Linked DNA regions of Mus musculus: regions 1 and 2 are each linked to region 3. Evidence: chromatin contacts called from public HiChIP or PLAC-seq data. All regions are on one chromosome and are shown on one strand. The core of a region is the stretch at or near the end of the contact, and the rest is flanking DNA. Distances in the headings are between cores, read along the strand shown.

The links. HiChIP or PLAC-seq counts read pairs in DNA pulled down with a chosen protein or histone mark.
Region 1: an H3K4me3 HiChIP or PLAC-seq map of embryonic stem cells shows a contact between it and region 3, with 3 times the contacts expected there. The contact joins the promoter of Panx2 here to the enhancer-like site in region 3. A contact is called at or near these places in 1 of 39 promoter capture datasets (neural stem cells), 6 of 484 Hi-C or Micro-C datasets (CD4 T cells, Th1 cells, embryonic stem cells and 1 more), 6 of 115 datasets of contacts at active chromatin or transcription factors (bone marrow-derived macrophages, embryonic forebrain, embryonic midbrain and 2 more) and 2 of 9 other capture datasets (adipose tissue and liver).
Region 2: an H3K27ac HiChIP or PLAC-seq map of embryonic stem cells shows a contact between it and region 3, with 5 read pairs. The contact joins the promoter of Hdac10 here to the enhancer-like site in region 3. A contact is called at or near these places in 6 of 39 promoter capture datasets (cranial neural crest, embryonic stem cells, frontonasal cranial neural crest and 3 more), 4 of 115 datasets of contacts at active chromatin or transcription factors (bone marrow-derived macrophages, effector CD8 T cells, embryonic stem cells and 1 more) and 1 of 9 other capture datasets (adipose tissue).

Annotation. Positions count from the first base shown.
Region 1 is chr15:89,058,254-89,061,130 of GRCm38.p6, forward strand. Panx2 (pannexin 2) reads left to right here and starts at 1,473. Exons shown (of 3, transcript NM_001002005.2): 1 at 1,473-2,046. The coding sequence starts at 1,821.
Region 2 is chr15:89,126,932-89,130,079 of GRCm38.p6, forward strand. It overlaps Hdac10 (histone deacetylase 10), which reads right to left and starts at 1,769. Exons shown (of 20, transcript NM_199198.2): 1 at 1,459-1,769; 2 at 1,254-1,388; 3 at 991-1,087; 4 at 663-760; 5 at 455-559; 6 at 219-287; 7 at 1-64. The coding sequence starts at 1,517. It overlaps Gm46530 (a long non-coding RNA gene), which reads left to right and starts at 1,608. Exons shown (of 2, transcript XR_001781738.2): 1 at 1,608-2,262.
Region 3 is chr15:88,904,835-88,907,973 of GRCm38.p6, forward strand. It overlaps a transcript of Ttll8 not described here. Among named protein-coding and RNA genes, the nearest start is that of Gm38643, 21 kb to the left of the region's middle. Within about 2 kb of position 1,712, at least 2 of the 459 cell types and tissues checked have an H3K27ac peak or open chromatin away from gene starts, as enhancers often do. A contact at or near this core is called in embryonic stem cells, where this site is marked.

The sequences.
Region 1 (2,877 bases), core at 223-2,722, 150 kb after region 3:
CATTACTGGGCAACTCTATTTAAACGTTTATTTTTGTCTTTATTATTGATTTATGTATATGGGTATTGCACCTGCATGTATGTCTGTACCTCAAGAGCGCAGTGCCTGCAGGGGCCAGAAGGATCCAAGCAGACTGTTGCAAGTGACCAGAGGTATTGGGAAAAAGTCCATGGAACTGGGTTCAATTACCAGCATCCATATAGTGGCTTATAATACCTGTAACCCCAGCCCTGGGGAGTTCTAGCCTCCATGGCCACTGCATGCTGGTGGTACACCCATATATAGTTTTTTAAAAGAATATAACTCTCCACCCAGAGTGGATGGATAGAGCCTTTGAAGAGGCATGCACAAATAGATAACAAAGGAGACAACATTTGCGGGTGGGGTGCGGGGGGGTAAGGGAGACCTGCAGGTCAGAGAAAACCAACCTGCTGAGAAGGGGTCAGTGTGCGAAAGCTCTAGGAATCCAAAGGAAAACAAAAAATATAGGGTTCTGAAGGTGGGATGATGGAGTGAACAGCATAACCCTTCTGAGAGGCCAGGGAGGGTGCAGGAAGGACTGCCTTGGGAAGCCTGGGGTGAGGGCTTGCCAGCGCAGCCAGGAATCCTAGGCATGGGGAGTGAATGGCTGCTCACCACCCGCAGGGAGTAAGGTGAAGAAGGTAATGTCTGTGGGAGCAAGAATGCACCAGGAGGAGTCAGGCCTCACGGGACAGCAGTCCCTCCAGGTTTTGCTTCGGTCGGAGGAGATGTTTCCAGATAGCTTATGGATACTGAAGGAAGTTACTACTCCAGACATACACAGGAAAGGCTATGATGGAGAGATACTGAGCCAAGGAATCTTGCAGGAGGCCACGGTCACAAAAGTTTGTGTACAGTAGCTCCTGGGAGGAGAGAACATGTGGGTAGCCCAGAGAGGTCAGGTGACAATCCTAGAAGCCCCCACACCCTGGCCCAGCTCCACGGATGCCGACAGTGGGTGAAGCAGTGAAGATGCTAGGTACAAGCATATCCGCACTGGCTGGCGTCCCATCACAGCGTGTAAAGGGGCGCCCCTGGGTCCGGGACATGGCTGCAGTGAAGAGGCATCCAGGAGCTTTGGAGAGGACGCCCCACGGCATTTTTGTGCAGGCACTAACCTGGGAAAGAGGGTTCGGGCTTCCTTGCCCTTGCCTGCAACAGCTCACACGGCAGCCTCTGCGCCTGTGTGAAGACCAGGTCCGAGTGAGGAGCAAGAGAGCTGAGGTGTAGAACTAGAACCCTTTGGCTACCAGACACGATCTAACCCCAGAGCGGGCGATCCGCCTCTTTCTGTGCACAGGGCTATGGGGGACCAGGGCTTGGCCCAACCCTGATGCAAGGGGATGGTCAATATGAACTCGGTTCGTTTCATTTAAAAAAAAAAATTTTTTTTTTCTGCAAGTCATCGCCAACGCCGCAGCTACGTGGAGGGTGGGGGGGCTGGGGGCGGAGCCACGCCGCGGAGTTGCCGCAGGTAAACAGCCCCCCTCCCCGGCGGGAGCGGGCCGCGCGGCCCAGGCAGGAGAGCCGCCGCCGCCCCCGGGAGGGACGCAGGGCGCGGGCCGGCTACAGCGCACGGCGGGGGCGGCGGCGGCCCGGCGCCCTGGCAGCTCGACCCCTCTCGCGGGGCGGCAGACCCCCGAGCCCCGCCGCATCCCCGCTGACATCCCTCTTCCAGCGCTCCGCGCCCCCCCCCCCCACCGTGACCTCGGTCTCCGTCGCCCCCCGCCGCCCTCTCTGGCGCGCGGCCCCGCCCGCGCCCCCCGCCCGTACCCCGCCGGGCCGCGCCCCCGCCCCCCATGCACCACCTCCTGGAGCAGTCGGCGGACATGGCGACCGCGCTGCTGGCGGGCGAGAAGCTGAGGGAGCTGATCCTGCCTGGCTCGCAGGACGACAAGGCGGGCGCGCTGGCCGCGCTGCTGCTGCAGCTCAAGCTGGAACTGCCGTTCGACCGCGTGGTCACCATCGGCACCGTGCTGGTACCCATCCTGCTGGTCACCCTGGTCTTCACCAAGAACTTCGCAGGTGAGGCAGGGCGCGCGTCCGCAGGTGTTTAGCGCCCAGCGCTCCGAGCGCGCTGGCTCTCAGCGCCAGGCAGCCAGCGCCAGCTAGACCGCACCCACCTGGCCAGCCGCTGAGCCATTGCCCGCAGGTCTCATCACAGACCTTGGGCACCACCTCAGTCTGGCATGAGGGGTTGAGACAGGGCCGCCTGAGACATCTCCTCTGTTTTATTGTTGTTTGGCCTTCCATTCCTTCAGCCTCAAGCCGTGAGGAGAGTAGGCCTGTCCTACACTTGCTGGCCCCCGGGATGAATGGGATGTGGGGTCTGAGTTGTAGCATGTCACGTCACGGGTGGTGGGGGTAGGGAGGGCTGAGGCTTGGAGGAATAGCCAGATGAGGACCAGAGAAGGATGAGTGTTGAGGGCATTGCTCAGGGATAAGTGAAAAAAATCCCATGATGCTGCATGGGGTTCTTGGGGCTGACAGTGTAGGAAAAGTGAGGGTACTCCCGAGGAACTCTGAAACATCCCTTTCCAAAGCTCTTCTATAGAGGAGGCCAGACAGAGGCTGGCCCCGGAGGGCATCAAGCAATAATGGCCCAAGAAGCCACCCTTGACTGGCAAAGGCAGTGTAGGTAGAGGGTAGGGCAGGTCACTGAAGAGTGAGCAGGTTAAGGAGCTGACGTGTTAGGTGAGTAGAACTGGGCCTGCTCTATGAGGGAGCCTGTGGGTGCGCCTGCGGTTGTACACAGGAGAGTACACATGTAGAGTGGGCCCTGCCTAAGGTGACAGGCTGAGGCACTAGGGAGCTGGCTTCTGGTGACACACCGAGATGGGGAATAGCATCCCCACT
Region 2 (3,148 bases), core at 519-3,018, 220 kb after region 3:
AGACTCTGGGAGAAACGGCCAGAAGCTTCCATGCTCATAGCGGTGCCAAGAGAAATAAAGGACACTGTCGACAATTGGCCAGGTCAGAAGTGAGGTCCCTTAGCAACTCCACAGCTTCTCAAAGAACCCTAACTCTTAAGACCCCTAGTCTCACCACTGGAATTTTATCCCCAAAATGGTGAGCGGCAGAGAAGGGCTGTGTCCACACCCCAGCTCACCTGGGGTCATCGTTGAAGATATACTGGATGCCCTGGCCATGGTGGACATCCCAGTCGACAATGAGAATCCTAAATTCGGACAGTACTGGGGATTACTGGAAGTGGCTGCCTTTCCACCTTTAGGCTAGGAGCTCAGCCAGGAGTGGAGGGAGCTGGGTGGGACCTCTTAACCACCAACTCCACCTCTTCCTATTTAGTTTGGGTCCCCCACACTTGCAGGTCAAGCTTGGACACACCTCTGCAGCCCATATTTCTGCTTGGCATGTTTGGCTGCTAGAGCCACATTGTTGAACACACAGAATCCATTGGCAGCTGCCCTCTGACTGTGGTGCCCTGGAGGCCTAGGGTGTAAAAAAAAAAAAAGGAAACACCGGGCATGTCAGAGTCATTCTGTCCCCTCACAGGGTCACACACAGACAGCTAGGGGAGGAAGGTGGTTCTCACCTCACCAGGGCAAGCCCATTGTGCACAGCTCCTGTTAGCACAGCATCGACCAGCTGCAGTGCAGCCCCCGCTGCCAGCCGGGCACAGTGAAAGGTGTCCTGTGAGCCAGAGTGCAATTGAGCCTGGGACCTGACCTGCTTGTCCCAGGTTGCAGGTTTCCCACTGCTGAGCAGACAGGGCTGGGGCATTGGCAAGCAAAACATGGTAGGGTACGGTCATAAAGCATAAACAAGGAGACACTGGCAGGTGAGCAGACTTGGGTGTGAATGCACCTAGGCAGGCATATGGACATAAATCTGGGTGAATGGGCGTGTATGCTGGCTCGCACCGGGTGAAAGTAGACAGCATTGTACTGCTTAGACAGTGCGTGGAGCTCCTCTTTATCCAGGGTCTGGGTCTTCTGCACCAGGGCTATATATTCCGGGCTGCAGATCAGCAGGCGGGCCACCAGCAGGACAGGAAGGAAAGGAGCAGAGATTCCTGGTGGGAGTGCCCACCCAGTAATCCCTTTTAGCCCACACCACGGTGAACCCAAGGGAATGCTAGCGGAGCTATAAAAGGTTCGGGTCCCCAGATCTGTCATAGTCTGACCTGTGCACCAAGCCCAACTCTTCCTCTGATGCCTCACAAGCTGACAAACACAGGCACCTTTCTTCCAGGCCACGCTGCCGCAGGCCATCCAGGGCAGCTGTCAGGCGCTCTGGGCACTCAATTTCGCACTCGGGGCTGGAGCAGACAAGGATCTCAGTGTTCAGGGTTCCCTCCCGGCCCCCTACTTCTGTCAAGACACACTTACTCATCCCAGAGCAGTCGAGTGGCTGTCATGTCCTCGTGGTACACAAGTGCTGTGCCCATAGCTACACCGTGGTCACTTTGATCCGCTCTAACGCAACACGCCCTCTGCCGGCAGGTAATTGCACTGCCCGGTCTCACCTAACTATGCACGTAAACAATCCTCACTCGGGACGAACTGGGTTGTGCACGCTGGACCTGGGCAAGAGGAAACCACCCCAGGCCCAGGTCCGGGCTCAAGCCCGCCCGATTGTCAGAAGAGAACCGCTGGAAACTGAACTAAGCGTGACGCCAAACGCCTAACTTCCGGCTTCCTCTTTTACAGACTCCGGCCCGCCCCTAGGCGAGATTAGGGTGGAGTAGACCAAAAGGCTGAGCTCCCCTGGGATTGCGCGCGCTCTGTGTGTCTTTCTCTCTCTGCCTCTCTTTCTCTCATTGTCTCTTTCTCTTAGGCTGCAACTTCAGTGCCACCGACAACTACGTGTGGCGCGGAGCCTACGACCAGTACCGCCTCCAGTGTCCTTCTTGAAATGGATAGGAAGACAGGGCTGCCTGTCCTCAGGCCATCCATAGCTACAGCCGCAGCTATGCTTCCTTCTTGCCCCCAGCATCCTCCTAGCCTAACCTGGTAGTTTAGGCCACAGAGTCAGAAATGCCAACTGTCAATCACAACCAATTTGCCTGCTCCCGCAGGTGAAAGATGGAGAGGAGAGAAGTGAGCAGGGTGTGTATGTGAGTGCCTGCGGGGGCTGGCCTGGGCTGGATCAAAGCACTGAACTTCCAGAAGGGACTGACAGAAAGGCCACAGGTAAGAAAGAGGCCACTGGAATAGAAGAGTTATATAAGACGCCAGGCCAGCCAGGAAAACTGCAGCACAGTGTGAGGCTAGGAAGGGTAGAGGGTTCTGAGCAAGGAAGGGTGAGGAAGCAGGGAAGGGGGCCTTAGGAAAGGAGGAACAAAGGAGACATGAGCTCAAATACCAGCTAAGACTATACATATATATATATATATATATATATATATATATATATATATATATATGTATGTTTGTATGTATATATGTATATATATATACACACACACAAATAAACACACACAGATATATACACACATATATACATACACATATATACATACATGTATATATACATATATATGTATATACATATATATATATATACACACACACATTTCCATAGTCCAGCCTTGTCTCCAGTTCCGAAATGAGTGTTGGCATTACAGATGCCTCAAGATGGGGGGAAGGGACAAGACACACCCCCAGGATGATGAGGGGAAGGGGGCAAGGCTGCCGCTGACGTCTGTGATAGGAACACATACAACTATCATGTACAGGGGAAACCAAAGAGCCCTGGAGTGGTTAGAAGTAGGTGCCCTCTGCCATACTCAGGAGTTGGGAGTTCAGGCAAGGATTTTGGAGGAGCCCAAAGCTTCTCCATCTTCTAAAAGCCAATTAACTACCCTGGTTTATGTATATTGTGGGGTAGGGCATGAACTGAGCCACACCTCTGTAACTGGGTGAAGTATTTGAAGCCTTGGACCATGGTTATCACAAGGGGATTCAGGCAGTGGAGCCATGGTCATGGCATCTCCTCTGACAAGATTAGACTGGGCAAAGTGTATTTGCCCAGAACTTGTCAAATGAAGGGAATGAAAGACCTCACCCTTATGTCCTG
Region 3 (3,139 bases), core at 462-2,961:
GCATAACCCTACACACACAGCTACACACACAGCTACCAGCTTTACTGCAGCACGGAGAACTGTGTATATATGTGTGTGTGTGTATATATACATATACATATATATATATATATATATATACACACACATATTTGTGTGTATATGTGTGTATATATGTGTATATACACACACACATATATATACATACATATATATATATATATACACACACATACACACACATATATATACACACATATATATATGTGTATGTGTATGTGTGTGTGTGTGTGTGTGTGTGTGTGTGTGTGTGTGTGTCTGTGTGTGTGTGTGTATGGCACACATTACAGCCACGTCCCTGGCTTAGTTGAATTTGAATATCTCTATAGAAAAGGTAATGGATGTTTGCTCCCACGTATGACATTCTACACTCAGATACTGGAAGATAGGTGGAATACAGAGCTAAGCATGAACAGAGAAACAATATAATGTTTTAGAGGAGACAGAAGGATTTCACAACTTTGGATTATATGAACAATTCCCAAAGTGAAAAACTGCCAATTATAAGGAAAGCAGATATGGAAATGTATTGAAACGAATAATTTCTGTGCATTGAAACATTAAGGCAGGGAGATGGCTCTTTTGGTAAAGTGTCTGGTGAGGACCTGAGTTCAGATTCCCAAGAACAACGTCTTCACCCCTCAGTCTCCAAACTGGGTCAAAAGCCAGACATGGCAGCACGTGCCTACAACCTTAAAGTGGGGTTCAGAGTGGGTTAGAGAGAGAGACAGCTCTCTAGAGCTCCTTGGCCAGCAGTGAATCAATCAGTGAGATACTTGGTCTCAAAAAATAAGATAGTGCTAGAGGAAGACATCCAAGGTCAACCTATGGCCTCTACATCCATATAAGTTTATACATATGTGCATACACATACACATAGAAAACACACACACACACACACACACACACACATACACACACACAAATATATACTCTACACACAAAAGAAAGGGAGGGACCCAGAACATTAAAACAGCATAAGGCAAATCATAGGAGATGCATCTATCAAACAACTTGTGTCTAGAATATGTAAAGAACTCTTACGAATCAACAAGAAGAGGTTAGCAGAAAATGTGTCCAGACAAACAAGTACTTTACAGACAGGTGTGGTGGTCTATAGCTTTAATCCAGGCATTTGGGAGACAGAGGCAAGCAGATTTTAGGGAAGTCAAGGCTAGCTGGTCTACTTAGCAACATCCAGGTTAGCCAGAACTACAAAGTAAGACCCTCTCTCAAAGCAAAGCAAAGCAAAACAAAACAAAACAAAACAAAACAAAACAAAACAGAAAAACAAAAAGGTGGGAGTGAACTGGAGAGATAGCTCCAAGCTTTAAGAGCACTGGCTGCTCTTCTAGAGAGCCTATTCAATTCCCAGAAGCCACATGGTGGTTTACAGCTCAGTAATTCTAACCCTCTTTCTGCCTCTGCAGGGACCGTGGAGATATTCATGCAGGCAAAATACCCATACTCATAAAAATAAAATTAATAAAATTTCAAAAATTATACAAAAGGAGCACTTTCCCAAGGTACATTCAAATGAGCTACAGAATATTCAACTTCATTAGCATCAGAGACATGCAAATTGGAGCGACAAGGTGACTCTACCAGCACTTTGAATAGAAGAGCTAAATAGAGATTAAACCTCCCTTGTGAGGCACATGTGACCAAATGGGGCACACAAAGAGCGGTACCTGGCGATGAGCAAGGCCCATCAAGGCTATTCCTATTGCTAGAGAAGAGCGCACAGCAGTTCTAGTTGCAAACACCTGGACTAGAAACAGCTAACAGGGATACAAGCAAAACAGTTGTAGTTAAGACCAAACATACAGCTGCAGCCACCAAGGCAAATCCAGCCACATATCTAGACAACATCAAACCAAACTTGGTTTGTTTCTAGACTATTGTTAATTGCTTTAACATACACAAACACTAAATTATGTCATTCATGATGATAACTGTGTGGATGCAAAAGCTGTTTAAAAAAAATACAGTCTGGGGCCAGGAGAGAGGGCACGTGCCCTTAATCCCAGCACTCTGGAGGCAAAGTCAGGTGGATCTCTGTGAGTTCAAGGCCAGCCTGGTCTACATAGCCAGATCCAGGACAGCCAGGGTTACATAGAAAGAGTCTGTCTTCAAAAATAAATAAGAACAAAAAGAACTCAAGTGGAGAAGCATATAATGCTCATGAACAGAACAAACATCTCAGAAATGGATCGACCCATTTGGCATAATCTCAATTGGCATTTCAATATGGCTTCCTGGGAAACGTTGTAAGCCGGTATGGTGGTTATAAAGAAGAGAGCAAGAAAGAACCAAGACCTCTCCTTACCAGACATAATGCTGAGTCAATTCAGACAGCATAGCCCTAGGGCAGGAGCATACAAGGTGGAACAGACTGAAGGTGGGTCGTCACCCCAGAGGGGGACACAAGCACAAGAAGTGATCCTTACTACACACTGTATACAAAAATCACCTCCAGATGGACCAGGACACACTCTTCTTTTAAAATGGTGTATGTCATACCTATCTATGTATCTATCTATGTATCTATCTATGTATCTATCTATGTATCTATCTATGTATCTATGTATCTATCTATCTATCTATCTATCTATCTATCTATCTATCATCTATGTTTAGTTATCTATGCATCTGTGTGTCTCCGTGTGAGTATATGCATGTGAGTACAGGTGACTGTGAAGGCCAGGAGAGGGTGTCAGATCCCCTGGTGCTAGAGTTACAGATGGCCATGAGCCCCCCCCAGTGATATGGGTGCTAGGACCTGAACTTGAATCTTCTGCAAGGGCTGCAAGCGCTCTTAGTCCCTGAGCCAATCTCCGTAAGCCCCTTCAGAGGACGCTTATAGTTGCTACAAGAGAGAACTATTTTAAATTCTGGGACACACAAAAAAAGATTTTTTAAAAAATAATAATAGCATCAGTAGAAAAGGCCGTTGATGTGTCCTATAAAGTTGAACAACCTCCACGGTGATCGTGGAGCATAACCTTGATCCCAGCACTGGGGAGGCAGAGGCAGGTGAGTCTCTGAGTTCGAGGCCAGCCTGGTCTACAGAGTGAGTTCCAGGATAGCCAGGGCTACA